Regions from separate parts of the Mus musculus genome. Here region 2 is linked to region 1. Evidence: chromatin contacts called from public Hi-C data. All regions are on one chromosome and are shown on one strand. The core of a region is the stretch at or near the end of the contact, and the rest is flanking DNA. Distances in the headings are between cores, read along the strand shown. Region 1 holds the start of Prkd1 (protein kinase D1). Region 2 has its middle 49 kb from the start of Prkd1.

What was found. A called contact is a pair of places that touch in the nucleus more often than the background predicts.
Region 2: a Hi-C map of Sertoli cells shows a contact between it and region 1, with 3 times the contacts expected there. The contact joins the enhancer-like site here to the promoter of Prkd1 in region 1. A contact is called at or near these places in 7 of 39 promoter capture datasets (the 3T3-L1 cell line, hippocampal neurons, macrophages and 4 more), 1 of 484 Hi-C or Micro-C datasets (Sertoli cells) and 3 of 9 other capture datasets (adipose tissue, liver and pancreatic islet).

What each region holds. Positions count from the first base shown.
Region 1 is chr12:50,646,654-50,654,413 of GRCm38.p6, reverse strand. Prkd1 (protein kinase D1) reads left to right here and starts at 5,165. Exons shown (of 19, transcript NM_008858.4): 1 at 5,165-5,698. The coding sequence starts at 5,441.
Region 2 is chr12:50,694,611-50,702,370 of GRCm38.p6, reverse strand. No RefSeq gene overlaps it. Among named protein-coding and RNA genes, the nearest start is that of Prkd1, 49 kb to the right of the region's middle. Within about 2 kb of position 3,685, at least 24 of the 459 cell types and tissues checked have an H3K27ac peak or open chromatin away from gene starts, as enhancers often do. A contact at or near this core is called in Sertoli cells, where this site is marked.

The DNA.
Region 1 (7,760 bases), core at 3,916-6,415:
ATCTCTAGTTCCTACAGCTCTCTCTATTGATCTAGAACTTCTGATGTGGTTACACTGGCTTTAGAGTTTATACCTCACCTGGTTCGGTTTCAATGTGACAGTTGGAAGCTTGTATTCAACGGCCTCCTATCAAGTTTGTAGTGTTTGATTGTAGGATCACATCTACCTTTTATTAAGTTTGTGAAATCTGCTCAAAAGAAAAGAACAAATCAGGTTTTCTCCTTGGTGAACAATTAAGCTCACAGATTTCCTTTCTCCCTTTTCATTTCCTTGAAGTTATCAGCATGATAAAGCAATATGTTGTCTTACTTGGTTCAGTTTCTTTTTTTCTTCTCTTGTCTTCTTTCCTTTCCTTTTCTTTTGTCTTGTTTTGTTTTGTTTTTGTTTGTTTGTTTGTTTGTTTTCGAGACAGGGTTTCTCTGTATAGCCCTAGCTGTCCTGAACTCACTTTGTAGACCAGGCTGGCCTCGAACTCAGAAATCCGCCTGCCTCTGCCTCCCAAGTGCTGGGATTAAAGGTGTGTGCCACTATCACTGGTGCTTGGTTCCGTTTCTATTGCTGTGATGAAGACACCATGACCAAAAACAACTTGGGGGAATTATTTTAACTTTTAATTCTCACGTCACACTCCATTACTGAAGGAAGTCCGGGCAGGAACTTAAGCAGGAACTCACTGAAGCAGAAGCCACAGAGGAGCACTGCTCACTGGCTTGCTCCTGCTGGCTCTCTGAGTCTTTCTTGTATTAGCCTTGTACATCTGTCTTTGCATACTGCTTCCCACATGTGCATAATCCAGAGATGCCCCACAAACTTGCCAGTGAGCTAATAGGACGCAGGCATTTCTTTTTTTTTTTTCAGTTGAAGTTCCCTCTTCCCAGTCTGGCTTGTGTCAAGTTGAACCAGGATTCTTGGTTTTAGTATCAGATTTTTGCCAAAGGACTCTGTAATTGATGTCTCCATTTGTCACAGTGAGGGTTACTATTGCTATGCTGAAACACCATGACAAGGAAAGAGTTTATTTGGTTTGCTCTTTCATATTGCTATTCATCATCGAAAGGAGTCAGGAGAGGGACCTGGAGGCAGGAGCTTCAGGAACCATGGAGGAGTGCTATTTGCTGGCTTGTTCATCATGGCTTGTCCAGCTGCTGGCTCAGCTTGCTCCAGGCAATGGATGCCGCCATCCACAGTGGGCTGGTCCCACCCCCATCAATCACCAATTATGAAAACTCCTTATAGGATTGTGTCCAATCCAATCTTATGGAGGGATTTTATTAATTGAGGTCCTCTCTTCTCAGAGGACTATAGCTTGTGTCAAGTTGACATAAAACCATGCAGCACACCATTAGAACCTTATTTTTCTTTTGTGCCCTTTGTGCCATCTGTATCTAACCCGGGTTGACAGAAAATTATTATGAATACTTTAAAACAAGCAACAATAAAATGTGTATCCATCCATCCATCTATCCATCCATCCATCCATCCACTGATACATTCATCTCTCCATATTTATCCTTAAGCAACAGCTTCTAGAGTTCAATAATATATATAGAAAGTATATGCTATAATCATATCTGCTTCATATTTTTGAGTTCCAAACTTTCAAAGTTTTTATATAGTTCCTCTAGTCCTCAGTATCTTACATTGTAAATGTTTAGACTAGAGTGTATAATCCCTTCATCCACAGAACTGTGAGATTTTAAATTTTATTTTCTGTTTCTGCTACCCCTCTTAGTTGGACCAAGTTTAAAGTTCTCCTAATCTGACTTTTATTCAAATCAGACTTTTTTTCTTTTTCAAACTGCTTTCTATTGTTGATTTTAAATTACTAGATAATTCCAAAATTATTGGGACATATAACCTGTTTGAAAAACACCTACAAGATTAGCATTGTTTTATGCACCCTGGTCACTCATTTAGGGTAGAATGTTGATTAAAGCTTTGAAACTTCTTGGACGATGTCGTTAGATATCATCAGAGTTACCTCAGCAACATTAGCCAAAATGCAAACTGGAAAGAATTCATTTCAAAAGACTCAGTCATGGGGCTGGTGAGATGGCTCAGTGGGTAAGAGCACCCGACTGCTCTTCTGAAGGTCTGGAGTTCAAATCCCAGCAACCACATGGTGGCTCACAATCACTCATGAGATCTGAGGCCCTCTTCAGGTGCTGTCTGAAGACAGCTACAGTGTACTTACTTAATTATAATTAATAATAATAATAAAAAAAGACTCAGTCATTAATTTTAGTCACAACTTATTTCTTAAGTACTCTTTTGTTTTCCAAGGGTAAAATATCTAGAAGGGCTTGAAATCACTAATGCCCTCCCAAATCCTCCATGTGTTTTGCTCATTATTTTGTAGTCAAAAGAGAAATATACCAGGTTCCTTAGATATATCCATTCATTCCTTTGCCATTCAGCAAAAGTTAGTACCAGTTCGCAGCCTTCCAGTCTTCACATGCCTACCATAACAATTTCCACACTCACTGGGTGTGGCACATGGCTGAAATCCCAGCTCCAGCTCCAGCTCCGGTGAGGAGGAAACAGGACCATAGCCCATTGAGGTCATCTTTGCCTACAGAGTGAGATGCTGTCTCAATCCAGCTCCCCATAGGAAAGAAACTTGGAACTGTCAACTCTGTGTGTATGTGAGTGTGTGTGTTTGAGTGTGAGTGTGTGTGAGTGAGTGTGTGTGTGTGAGTGTGTGTGAGTGTGTGTGTGAGTGTGTGTGTGAGTGTGTGTGTGAGTGTGTGTGTGTATGTGTGTGAGAGGGTGTGTGTGAGAGAGAGAGAGAGAGAGAGAGAGAGAGAGAGAGAGAGTGTGTGTGTGTGAGGTTCTGCTGGCTATAGAGTTCAAGCTGCTTTAAGTTTTGTTGTGTCTTTGTGTTGCTTCCTTTTTTTTTTTCTTCATCTAGTAATGGCTTAGGTTCTTTAAAATAATTTCAATTTCTTGGTCTGTTTCTGTCTTTTGCTTCCTTTTCAACTATTTCCAGCACCCTACAAGAATCTTTCACATCATGGATACAGCATAAGGAGTTATTCACAGATTTTTCTTCCAAAGTGGTTCACCCGTGTTTTTCTCTCTCTCTCTCTCATAAAATTGATGAGTATGTGAAGTTGTTCTGAGAAACCTTGTCTAGCTTTGAATTGACCTCCAATGTAGTCTTGACCCACTTCTGTTCCTTGAATATGGGGCTCATAATTCCTGTTCTGGTTATTACCATTTGACTGTTTAGTGTCATTTCAAACGAAATGCTTAGAGAATGAATCGTCCTTCTCCCCAACCTGCTTCTTTTCTGTTTTCTGTCTCAATTATTAGCAGCAGAGAATCACACACATTTCTCAAAAAACCATAGAGTCCTTGGTGACACTTCTATTTCCCTACCATTGGAGAATCTGCGTAAACAGCAGGGTCTCCATCCTGCCTCCACATTAAGAACTCTAGCCTCTTGTTTCTCAGCACCTCCACTACCATCATGATGATCCTGTAGAGGGAGGGGCAACAGCTAGGGTCCCTAACCTACTGCCCCTGCTTTTATTCCTTTCGCTTGCGATTTGCTTCCTGCATAACAGTCAAAGAATGTTCCTTCAAAACATGTTAATCACATCTACTGGCTTGTTGAAATCCTCCCAGTGGTTCAGTGGTGCATTGAGAATAAACCACAAACAATTTAGCACAGCTTTGAAGAACTGGTTCCTATTTGCCCTCCAGCCTCATTTCTTCTGTGCCTTAAGCAAGTGCAGTAAGCCCTCTCTTGGGGTCTTTTGCATGCTATATGACTTGAAGACCATTACCTAAGCTTGTCTTAAGACCAGTCCTTCCCATCAACCAGTCCTTGGCTCAAATGGAAACACCCCAGGAAAGATTTGTTTTCTTCACTGGTCAAAGTGTTGAGCCTCATGTTCTTGATCATGGTTACTGCTGTTAACCACTGTGTTACTGTTATTTATGGCAATTGTTGCTGTCAGAACTAACTTCATTTACTGTCTTACTTTTATATTTTCAATGTAATCAGTTATGGCAAGAACATAGTCTGACTTCATAAGTGGATAGCTAGTGCCCGCAGACTCTGGGACAGAAGTCCTGTGTTCAGAGCTATGATAGCTAGAAAGCACAGATGGCTTAGGTAAAACTAGTTCCTTTAAAGCAGTCTGTAAACTTAGGAACGACACCCCTATCCAGTCTACTCAAATAGTCGTTTGTACCATTAATTTAGAGAGTTTTCTAGAATAGTGAATTGACTATATGTAGGTGGGAATTTCAAGATTCCATTACTGACATACAACACAACTCTGTAGAAAACCACATCTCAATGTTCTGGTCCAGAAGAGAACCATTAATCAAAAACAGACAAACAAGCAAACCAACCAAAACAAAACAAAATTAACACACTGCAAACGAAAATATGCAAAAATGGTTTGTGTGCTTGTGCATGTAAGAGGACACATTGGGGAAACTAAAGTGAGAAGAAGCGCTGCCAAGATGGAGCCTGTTCAGAATTTACTAAGAATTATCAGAAGGCCTCTGATAACAATCATTGCAGCCTGTTAAACCAAATAGGGTCCCTGTACATCTACAGATGCAAAGAACCCATCCCGATAGAAAGGACAGAAATATAGTCAGGCTCTACTGTCTCTGAAGCACCTCTTTTTGCCCAGCCACCAGTATAATCAGATCAAAATTAGTGCTGTGGGTGTGGGGCTGGAATTGCTCCTAGAAAGCCAGGTTAAGGTTGACAGTTTTGAAGAGGCTGAAACACAGAAGTTCCAAACACAAAACAAAGTAGAAAGCAAGAACCCTATTTAGACCCTTAAGAAGGCGGTGGGTGGAGCAGGTGGGGTTGATGGAAAGGATACAGACTCCGCTATTACAAGAGAGACACGGTTTTAAAGAGGTCAGCTGACTGGCCCTTTAACAAACTCGAGGGCTCCCAGAGGGAGTCCCCCGTTAGGTGGGCTCTACCAGGCTGGCGTTTCCCGGTCCACTCCTGTGCGGGCGCTTGGAAGGGGGTGGTCAGGACTGCCCTGAATGGGCGGGTCCGCGGCTTTAGAGTCCGCCGAGTGGGCTGGGGCGGCTGCTGCGCGCAGGGGGCGGCTCCCCGTCGGGCTCCGGTTCCCCTCGTCGGCTCCGCGGCGCCGCCCTCGCCCCGCCCCGCCCCGCCGGCGCCGGTCGCGCGGACCCGCCGTGGTCCCCGGAGCGGAGCGCGCCGCGGCCGCAGTAGCTGGGCGCCTCCCCCGCGCTGCCGCGCGCCCGCCTGCTCGCCTGCCCGCCCGCCGGCCCCGGCTCCGCTCGGCCATCTTCGCGGCTCCCGCCCTCACCAGCTCCGGTCGCGCGCCCTGTCCCCGCGCGCGGACTTTCCCGGAAAGTTTGGTGGTTCTTCTCCGCCGCCGCAGGCAGCGGCGCCGCGCCCCACGTCCGCCAAACTTTGGGGCTCACTGGCGCGATGAGCGTCCCTCCGCTGCTGCGACCGCCTAGCCCGCTCCTGCCCGCCGCGGCCGCCGTGGCTGCTGCCGCCGCTGCGCTGGTCCCAGGCTCCGGGCCCGCGCCCTTCCCGGCGCCTGGGGCCGCCCCGGCGGGGGGCATCTCGTTCCATCTGCAGATCGGCCTGAGCCGCGAGCCGGTGCTGCTCCTGCAGGACTCCTCTGGCGACTACAGCCTGGCGCATGTCCGGGAGATGGCTTGTTCCATCGTGGACCAGAAGGTAAGGTGCCCCGGGTCCACCAACTTTGCAGCCGACCTCGCCTGCGCCGTACAGCCTGGCTGTGGCCGGACTGCATGCCCTAGCCCCAGGCACTGCTCTGCCTGCCGCGCAGTCTTCCTGGGGGCTGACCTCCTGCTCCTTCTCTGGCACGCCTGCCTTCTCACCTCCTTTACCTCCCTTCTTGCGATGACAGTTCAAGGAATCTTGCACTTTTCTCCTCGCGCTCCGGCGTATTCTTGAGGTTTCCTGGCTGTCCTGACTCTTTTTCCCTGGACCAGAGCCTACCTGGTACCAGATCCGCTTTCCAGCGCCAGAGATCCCTTGGGACAGCCCAGAGCTTTTTCAGCCCCACTCCCTTCCACTACATCCTCTTTCAGCTCTAATTGATGCTGAGGAGTTCCGGGTGTGACCTGGACGCCAGGAATTTCTCACCTGCCAATAGTGCTTTTAAGAAAGGGTGATTGATTAAGCCAGCTGTGAAAACAACCGAGGAGTTGGTACCACTACCCAAGTCCGCCCTGGATTTAGTACTACCACTGTGCGAGCTTAGAAACATTTTCCAACAATAAAACCTGAAATTTACAGCGTTTTTTGGCTTAAATTTCCATGCACTGATCTTGGGAGACTGGAGTAGTGAGAAGGTCTGTGGTTCCAAGAACATCCAGTGCTGGCTTTGCTCTTAAGTTTGAGGCTATGGGACTTTGGATAGTGGTCATCAAAGACTGGCTGGGGAGAGGCCCATAAAGCTGGGCTAGGCCACCCATCATTGTTTCCAGTGCACTTTTGAAGTTAGGTTATCTCCACAGCCATCCAGAAGGATGCTTCATGTAAGGGGGAAGGGCCCTTGGTGCCACTCCTTCACAGTATGGACTGCCAGGGTTCTGGGGGAGGAGAGAGAGATAGAGGAGTTAGCTAAAGGTGCTGACTTTCAACTCTGGAGGGCTGACTGGCTAGTTCTCACCCTTTAATGAACAGTCAAGAGCGGATTTTCTTAAACTGTTTGGAACAACGTGTCTTACGCTTTTTGAGCGGTGTAAATAGTGGTGCTGAGTACAGAGGTCTAGGGAGTTGCTCTGGGGAAGCACCCACTAATGCAGGAAGTGAAAATTCTAGAGGTCAGACTCAAGTAACAGTGAGTGCCTTGAAGTTTTGTTAATTAAAGGGAGTGATATTTTTTCGTTATATAATTGAACTCTTTGTAGTTCCCTTGAAGTACTGAATCCAGCCGCCCCCTCCCCCAGGATGGTGAATTATGCAAGTATTCTAGGCTCTGACTGCCTCACTGTATAGCCTTCAAATATTTCTGTTATGATATGGATTAATTAATTAAAAAGCACTGCCACACAGGCATACACAACACATGTAATGAAATTATTCAGAAAGTCCCTTCGGTACTATAACAACAATCTAACTGTAAGTTCTAAAGAAGATGGTGTAGTGTTAGAATATCCCAAAAGGGCTAAGTTAATACAAACTTTGTTTTGACCTGCTTAAACTCTGTGTGTTTCTGTGTTTCTGGTCTGTCCTTGAGGTTTTGAGTGGGGAATATGATTCAAGAGGTTTGGGTTGGGGTTTGGATACAGTGAATTTTACAGTTGACTCTGGGTTGCTGCCTGGGAGTGTTATCAGTACCCAGGAGAAGTGCAAGCAAGAGGACATGCAGGGCAAAGCAGGCTGGGACAGCCTCAGTAGTAGATACACAGAAGGTTCACTTAGGAAAAAAAGTCTTGAGATGATTAGGAACTTACATTGTAAAAAAACAAAAAAACCGAAAACTCGGTAATCTTCTCAAAAGAGAGATATCCATACCGCACGTATCTGAGATCCACATTAGCTTTGTGGAGGGTGTTTTAGAATGGCCAAAATGTAATGGCAGAAAGAAAACTGGAATGCAGTCAAGTGTTGTGCTGTGTAGACCTGAGCCAAGATCTGGGGGTGGGGATGAGGGGAGGAGCTGGAGGAAGGCTGGAGAGCAGGGAGCCAGCCCCACTGTGTGTTCTAAGGGAATCCTGTATGTATCCTGCTTATTATGCAGTTCTTCACCAAAAGAAAAGTTTGAAAA
Region 2 (7,760 bases), core at 2,436-4,935, 49 kb before region 1:
TTTTTGTTTGTTTGTTTAAATTGTAGCAAGTAGATCATACTTAGCTGTGTCATTTAAATTGCTTTGTTTTCATGAATTTTTATCAAATTGGTAAGTTGGAAGAGAGAACTTTTGGAATCCTCCTGTTTGATTTTGCATGTCAACTTGCAATTCTATTTATACTTCTTACATTTTAAGGTATATTTAAAAATTATTTTAAAATACCCTATGAGGAATACATTTGATATTTATATCTCCAGCACTTCGGGTTTATCTGCTGCAAACGATGCAAAAAGTTTTAATGACTCAGGTCTTTGACATGTCATCTTACTTTAGTTACACTTATTGATAGTGTTGGTGTTATGTTGCTGACTTTTCAGTTTCCACTTTCTTCTCTTGACCTTATTTCCTATCTCCCACCCCCTCTGCTAGTGTGAATGTCATAATTGTTTGAATAGAAATTGCTCCCCTAGGCTCATATGCTAAAAAGCATGTTAATTAGGGCACAGATTTGCTTGAGAGGGATTAGGAGGTGTGGGCTTGTTGGAAGAAGTTTGTCAGTAGAGGTGGGCTTTCAGTTTCAAATGCTCAAGCCAGGCCTAGTTTCTCCCTCTGCCTGCCAAACTGAATATAGAACTCAGCTACTCTCCAACACCATGTCTGACTGAATGCTCCCATTGTTTTCATAATGATGAAAATGGAGTGAACCTCCGAAACTGTAAGCAACCCTGAAACTGTAAGCAATCCCTATTTAAATACTTTCCTTTTATAAGACTCACTGCGGTCATGATGACTCTTCACAGCAACAGAACACTGACTAAGACAAAACTAAATAGCGTATTCAGTTGAGTCAGTATCCTACAGAAATTGGTTTCTTCACAAGACTCAGAACTAGAATGCCCTTAGCACATTGTACAAGTCAAGGTTACTTGACACTATGTCACTTGTTGAGAATTTGGCTTACTATGCTTCCCCTTCTTGGATTAATGATTGTTCCTGTTCCATGATAATTAAACTATGATCATTTAGACTTGACTACTGTGTACCAAACTGTTAACTCACACTTTTTTCCTCCATCTTAGTCCTTTACTAAAGTGACATCTTTTTGTATGAAATGTATTAGTGAGAAATTCCTTCTGCAAGTTCTTTGGTAGTCCTTGCAATCTACTTCCATTTGTCAAATGTCACTTGATTCTAATTTAAATGAAATTAGACACTCTGTGTGTGTGTCTGTCTGTGTGTCTCTTACTGTCACTCTCAAAAAAAAAAAAAAAAAAAGCAAAAATAAATAAATAAACCAAATGAAATCAACACAATAACACAAAACCAAAATTCAAAACAAACAAAAGACCAATAAGACAAAAAAAAAAAAATCACAGAAATACCATTGAGTTTGTGTTGTGTTGGACAGCTACTCCTGGGCTTGGGGCCTGCCTTGGAGCATAGATAAAGTGCCCAGTGATAGTTTCATTAGGGAAAATCAATTTTCCCTTTTGACAGTGGGTGTCAGTTGCAGAATACTCTTGCTTAGGGTGTGGGACCCTGAACCCCCGCAGGTCTTATGCAACTGCCAAGGTCTCTGTGAGTTTACATGTGCACCAGTCCCATTGTGTCTGCAAAACACTGTTTCCTTGGAGTCATCCATCCCCTTTGTGTCTAACACTTTTCTACTTCATTTCCCAGAGCGCTTCCTGACCTTGAGGGGAGGGATTTAATCTAGACATTCTGTGTAAGGTTGAGTGCTCCAAAGTCTGTTATTCTTTCACATTGTCCACTTGTGGGACTCTGTGTTCATTTCTATTTACTCCAAGAGGAAGCCTCTCAGATGTTGGCTGAGTGAGGCCCTGATTTAAGGATATAGCAGTATGTCTTTAGGAGTCCTTTCATTGCTAGCAAACTAATTTTTCTGAGCACTGAGTTACTCTTCAGGCATGCCCAATACTTTCCAGTGACTTTTAAAATAAGTTACTATACATTTTCCCCTGAAATTTTCCTGTTTCAGGTATTTCAGAGCAAACATCCTTAATTACATCCAATAAAAATTATAGGAAACAAAGCAGCTAGATGGAGTCTAATATAAAGGAAATAAACATCCTTTATGCAAACACACAGTGGCTTTTTACTGTTGCAAATACCCATGGAATTATAGACCATATGATACATTAATTAATTAATTAATTAATTAATTAATTATATGTACATTGCTGTTTTATCTGCATTTATACTGTGGGGGGTGTCAAATCACTTGAAGCTGTATTACAGACAGTTGTGAGCTGCCATGTTAGTGCCGGCAATTGAACCCAATACCTCTGGAAGATCATCCAGTACCTTCAGCCACTGGACCATCTCTCTAGCCCCAATACATTTACTGTTTGTTATGTTAAAGATTTACTGTTATTTTTATTTATGCTATGAGTGTTTGTATATGTGTTTGCCATGTATATGTGTACATTCTCTCCCATGAGAAAAGAGCATTGGATCCCCTGGAGCTGGAGTGTGGGCTGTCCTGAGTTGCTCAGTGTGGGTCCCCTGGAAAAGCAGAAAGTGCCCTTAGCCACTACTGAGCATCTCTATATGTATACATGTGCTCTTGTACATGTGTGCTCTCTCACGCGCGCGCACGTGCGCGCGCATGCACACACACACACACACACACACAGAGAGAGAGAGAGAGAGAGAGAGAGAGACTCTCTTATGTACTTTGGGTAGTATTAAATGACTTTTTTTAGACTTTTGATTCCTTCCTCTTTCAATCACATTAATTGTGTACATGCTTCAAATTTATCATCTGAAGTTCCTGTGGTTGAATTTTGATCTTTGTTCCTTCAGTAGATAATCCTTAGTGAAATAATTTCTCCTGTCCAGACCCCAGGTCCAGTTAATAATGTTCCTCCCACTGGCTTTGCAGCTAGATAGGTTGTTCCCTCTCTGCACATTCCCTGAACCAACAATTTTATTTCCCTTAGCCCAGTTTTGTAGCATTGTGTGTGAAGTGAAAGTTTGATGATCTTACTCCCCAACGCAGTCAGCTCCCAAGCCTGGAACTGCCACCTTCATTTAATTTCCAGAATTGACTAATGCCTTCCCATGCCTCACCTCCTGACCAGCTGTCAGGGTGCAGCGCTGTTTCCTAATCCAGTCTCTTTTCTCCTTCCTTCTAGCTCCTGTGGACTGGATGTATTTCTTTCTGAGTCTGGCTGTGCATTTTAAACACTGCTCCCCGTGCTTTCCCCCCAGTACTTCCAGATGTTTATGGCGGAAGGATTTTCTGTGTCTCTGGTCTGTCTGTCTGCTCAACACAAAAGTCCCACTGTTTTGTCACTTAGCACTGGAGCCCTCTGTGCCACTTGTCCTTCTCACTGTCCCAGTATCCCTGGAAATAACAGCTGCCCCTGTGTTCTCCCTCCTGTGCTGAAGTATGCTAATTGAAGGCTGAAATGTGTGGAAAGTGATCTCCTTGTTTGAATTTCCAAGTTGAAGTGGATACTCCTAGTGCACAATGTCAAGGACACTTCTAGCACATAGTTTTATACTTTAAAAAAAAAAAAACTTTGTCTTTATTCACATGACAGTGGCTCAAGGACATTCCTGGTTCAATTTCAAATCCAATGTTTATTTTACAATTTCGTTAGAGGTAATGTGAGGTCATGGAAGTAGCAGCAACTGGTGTGAAGTGACCTGAAATGGACATTGCACACTACAATGGGACCTCAGTGAAGCCACTCTCCCTGGTGCTGCTGCCATTCCATGTGAGACTAGCAAGCTGTGAGGGTGTCAGTGGAAATCTGCAACTCATAACTCCTTTGTTATCTTCATCTACCTACCAGCTGGAAGCATTGCACTCTGTTTTTAAATCTGTAAAACACTAATTTAAAAGCCATTCATAAAAATGGAATTAAATGGCAACTCAGTGAGGTGTTTGTTGTTTGTCTTTTTGCAACTCAGGAAAGAGGAGTCCTTACATAGGTTACATTAAAAAAAACTAGGCAAGAAAGTGGGCTAATGGGATTGCAATATGGGTCTATTAATTGTCCTTGTAGGTTTGCAGGTTACAGGAAATGAGCTATCTGACCCAGCACATAGTTGGAGGAATTAAATATAGTTCCCAAAGCTTGTAACTAAAGACCTAACCATGGCATCTAAATTCTTACAGTTTTTCACCATTTCAGAACACTCTCCATATCTTGTCTCCTCTCATTTTAACACCTGACCTTTGTCAAACAATCCAATGAAGCCCAGAAATGCTCAACAGAAGTCACTAAAGAAACTGAGAATCCTGGCTTCCCCATGAGCCAAGACCTAATTGCAAGAATTCTCTCTCTCTCTCTCTCTCTCTCTCTCTCTCACACACACACACACACACACACACACACACACACACACACACACACACACAGAGCTCTCCTCCTAGTGAGAATTCAGGTAAGGACAGCTGTTGCTCTTCCCGCCCCCCACCCCCCTTGGCCTTGTAGAACCTTTAACATTTCAAAGGTGAGTCACTCTTTCCTTTTTTCTTTTCAGATTTAGCTAGGTCCATTTTGTGCCTGTGATTAATGAGGTCATTTTTTTCTTTAATTTGCTTTAATAGCACTAAATGACCTCAAAGCCTGTGGTACACTTTCCTCGACTAGCACAAGCAGCAGTTTTTTAGCCTCTCTCTAGAGGACTGGAGTTGTTCCTAGGGAAATGTACCTCCCACAGACTTCCAGTAGATGGCAGGTACAGTACTTCCAACCTCTCACGATGTGAAAAAACATCCAATCGCTCATCACATAAAAATAGATTGTTACTGTGTTTTAATCTCAAGTGCAATGGAAGGGAGGGAGGAAAACTCCTGTTTATGGATCTAGCATTATATTATCATATAAGTATCTGCTTATTTTTGTCTTCTACTAAAAATACAAATGCAACAAATGAAAATATATCTTTATCAGGGAATGCCTGTAATTCCAGATTGCAAATTAAGCACTTAAATGTTGAATAATATAATCACCATGTTATAGGTGTTAATTAAAGTGCTTGGTGAACAAAGATACATTTAGCAATTTTTAAATATAAATTTTGGAGGATGAGAAACTATTGTTTTATGACAATTAGACAGTTCTAATCTGCTTCCATTTACATTTTACTTATTCTCCTTTTAAGCCAGACTCATGGATGGCGGGAGTACAAATGTAGATGTGTACATGCGGAGATAGACATCCCAACCATCCCTTCACTTTCCATGAATAATTAATCTCATGATGATTTCTCCCACTTACTATAGATATGAATTTCTTTTCAGTATATTCAGAAGGAAGTTTCTGTCTGTAAGCTAAGGTAAGAAAGAAGGAAGCTGACCTCGGGTAGATAAAAGCATTAGGATGATTTTCCTTGAAACAGGAAAAAGTTTGTTCTGAAGAGGGCCACTGTAAAAGCTGAAAAAATACTGTATCACCCATTTATATACAAGCTTTCATTAAAAGTACATGCATATTAGCACATCTAAAATAGTCAGGGCTTTCAGACATGCCAGGCTCATGCAGTGAATCCATCCATTCACCCCTTCATCTCTTATTCATCGATTATACACTTAATAATAAATATAACCATTTTTTGAGAAGAAGCCAATCAACTTAGCTTACAGTTTAAGAGAAGGACAGACAAAATGTAAAGAAAGTAGTCAACTATATAATGTTATGTTGGGGAAGTTCAAAGATCCCGAAAAGTTCCAGAGCTACTATTTTGATGGTGTTTCAGTCATATTCATCTTGTGTGTGAGCAACTTATGTGTGACATAAGTATGATGGACTCATGAAGTCATGGTATATGGTTTAAAAACAGGGACATGCTAATTACCCTCTTTTGTTCATTACAGGTTGTATTTTGGGGGTTTGTTTGTTTGTTTGAGACATGTTCTCTCTAGTTAGCACTGGTTGTCTTGGAACTCACTTTTTGTAGTCTAGGCTGTAAATGTTTGCCTTGTATGTGCAAGGAGTAAAGGCGTGTGCTACCACACCTGGCAAAGTCGAAAAGCTTACAACACCAAATTATAACCCAATTAGTTAAGTGTCAGTTTGAAAAACAATTAGCAATCCTTAAAATTAAAAAAAAGTTAAGAGACACTTAGTTCATTTAAAGCAGAATTGTAATCTTTCTTGTTTCTTTGGTATCTGTCAGAAGTTATTCTAAAATCTCAGAATATTGCCTCAAATCCATTCTGAAGTAATCTACTTTGGGGGCTCTCTGTGCTTCTTGTAGATGAAAGCAAAGCAAGACAGATTGAGCATGAAAAAATAGCTCCCATACAAATGCCAGCGATATAGCAGATCTCCTCAGGTGCTAGACTAGAGCAGGGCTCAGTGTCCACAGTGTTTCCCCTCAGGATTTGCCTTCTCTGACAATCTCTCCTCCTTTCTGCTCCATTCTTCTACTGAGAACTCTGTTTCCTTCCCTGGACCGCATAAAGACCATATGCAGCAGATTATTTCATCCTCCCAATTTCAGATTGAGCATCTCAAAGCCATTGAACTAAAATTTCCACACCCTTATTTCAGTCTTCGTTTGACTAGTTTAGACCCATCCAATCCAGCAACAAGGGAGGAAGTGCCCCCCACTTCTTATGACACTTAATAGTGGGAAGAGGTGAATCATGTGTTGGGAAATTATCTCCAGGTGTGTTCATTATACCCAAGTAACACAAGCCTAGCCAGTGTCTATGAAGTTGAGTAGATAGAGCTCTCCAACAGAGAATGCATTTGGTCCAAAAGGTCAGTTTGCTCTTTTGTCAGGTCTTCAGTCTCACTTGACATTTGCCTGCTCAGGCAGGCACTTCACCTGTGCTTCCTTGTGGTTACTCAAAGGACATTCAAGAATCAAATAAACATTTTTAGAGAAGCCTTACAGGAATCAAAACTCTGTATCCATTCCTCTGTTGAGGGACAACTAGGTTCTTTCCAGCTTCTGGCTATTATAAATAGGGCTGCTATGAACATAGTGGAGCATGTGTCCTTATTACATGTTGGAGCATCTTCTGGGTATATGCCCAAGAGTGGTATTGTTGGATTTTCTGGTAGTACTATGTAAATTTTTCTGAGGAACCACCAAACTAGTTTCCAGAGTGGTTGGACCAGCTTGTAATCCCACCAGCAATGGAGGGGTGTTCCTCTTTCTCCACATCCTCACCAGCATCTGCTGCCCCCTGAGTTTTTGATCTTAGCCATTCTGACTGATGTGAGGTTGAATCTCAGGGTTGTTTTGATTTGCATTTCCCTGATGATTAGAATGTTGAACATTTTTTCAGGTGCTTCTCAGCCATTCGATATTCCTCAGTTGGGAATTCTTTGTTTAGCTCTGCACCCCATTTTTAATAGGGTTACTTGGTTTTCTGGAGTCCAACTTCTTGAGTTCTTTATATATATTGGATATTAGCCCCCTATTGGATTTAGGATTGGTAAAGATCTTGTTCCAATCTGTTGGTTGTCATTTTATCTTATTGGCAGTGTCCTTTGCCTTACAAAAGCTTTGCAATTTTATGAGGTCCCATTTTCTGATTCTTGATCTTACAGCACAAGCCAGTGGTGTTCTGTTTACACAATGGAGTACTACCCAGCTATTAAAAACAATGAATTTATGAAATTCTTAGACAAATGGATGGATCTGGAGGTAACCCAGTCACAAAAGAATGCACATGATATGTACTCACTGACAAGTGGATATTAGCCCAGAAGCACAGAATACCCAAGATAAAATTTGCAAAACACATGAAACTCAAGAAGGAAGCTCAAAGTGTGGATACTTTG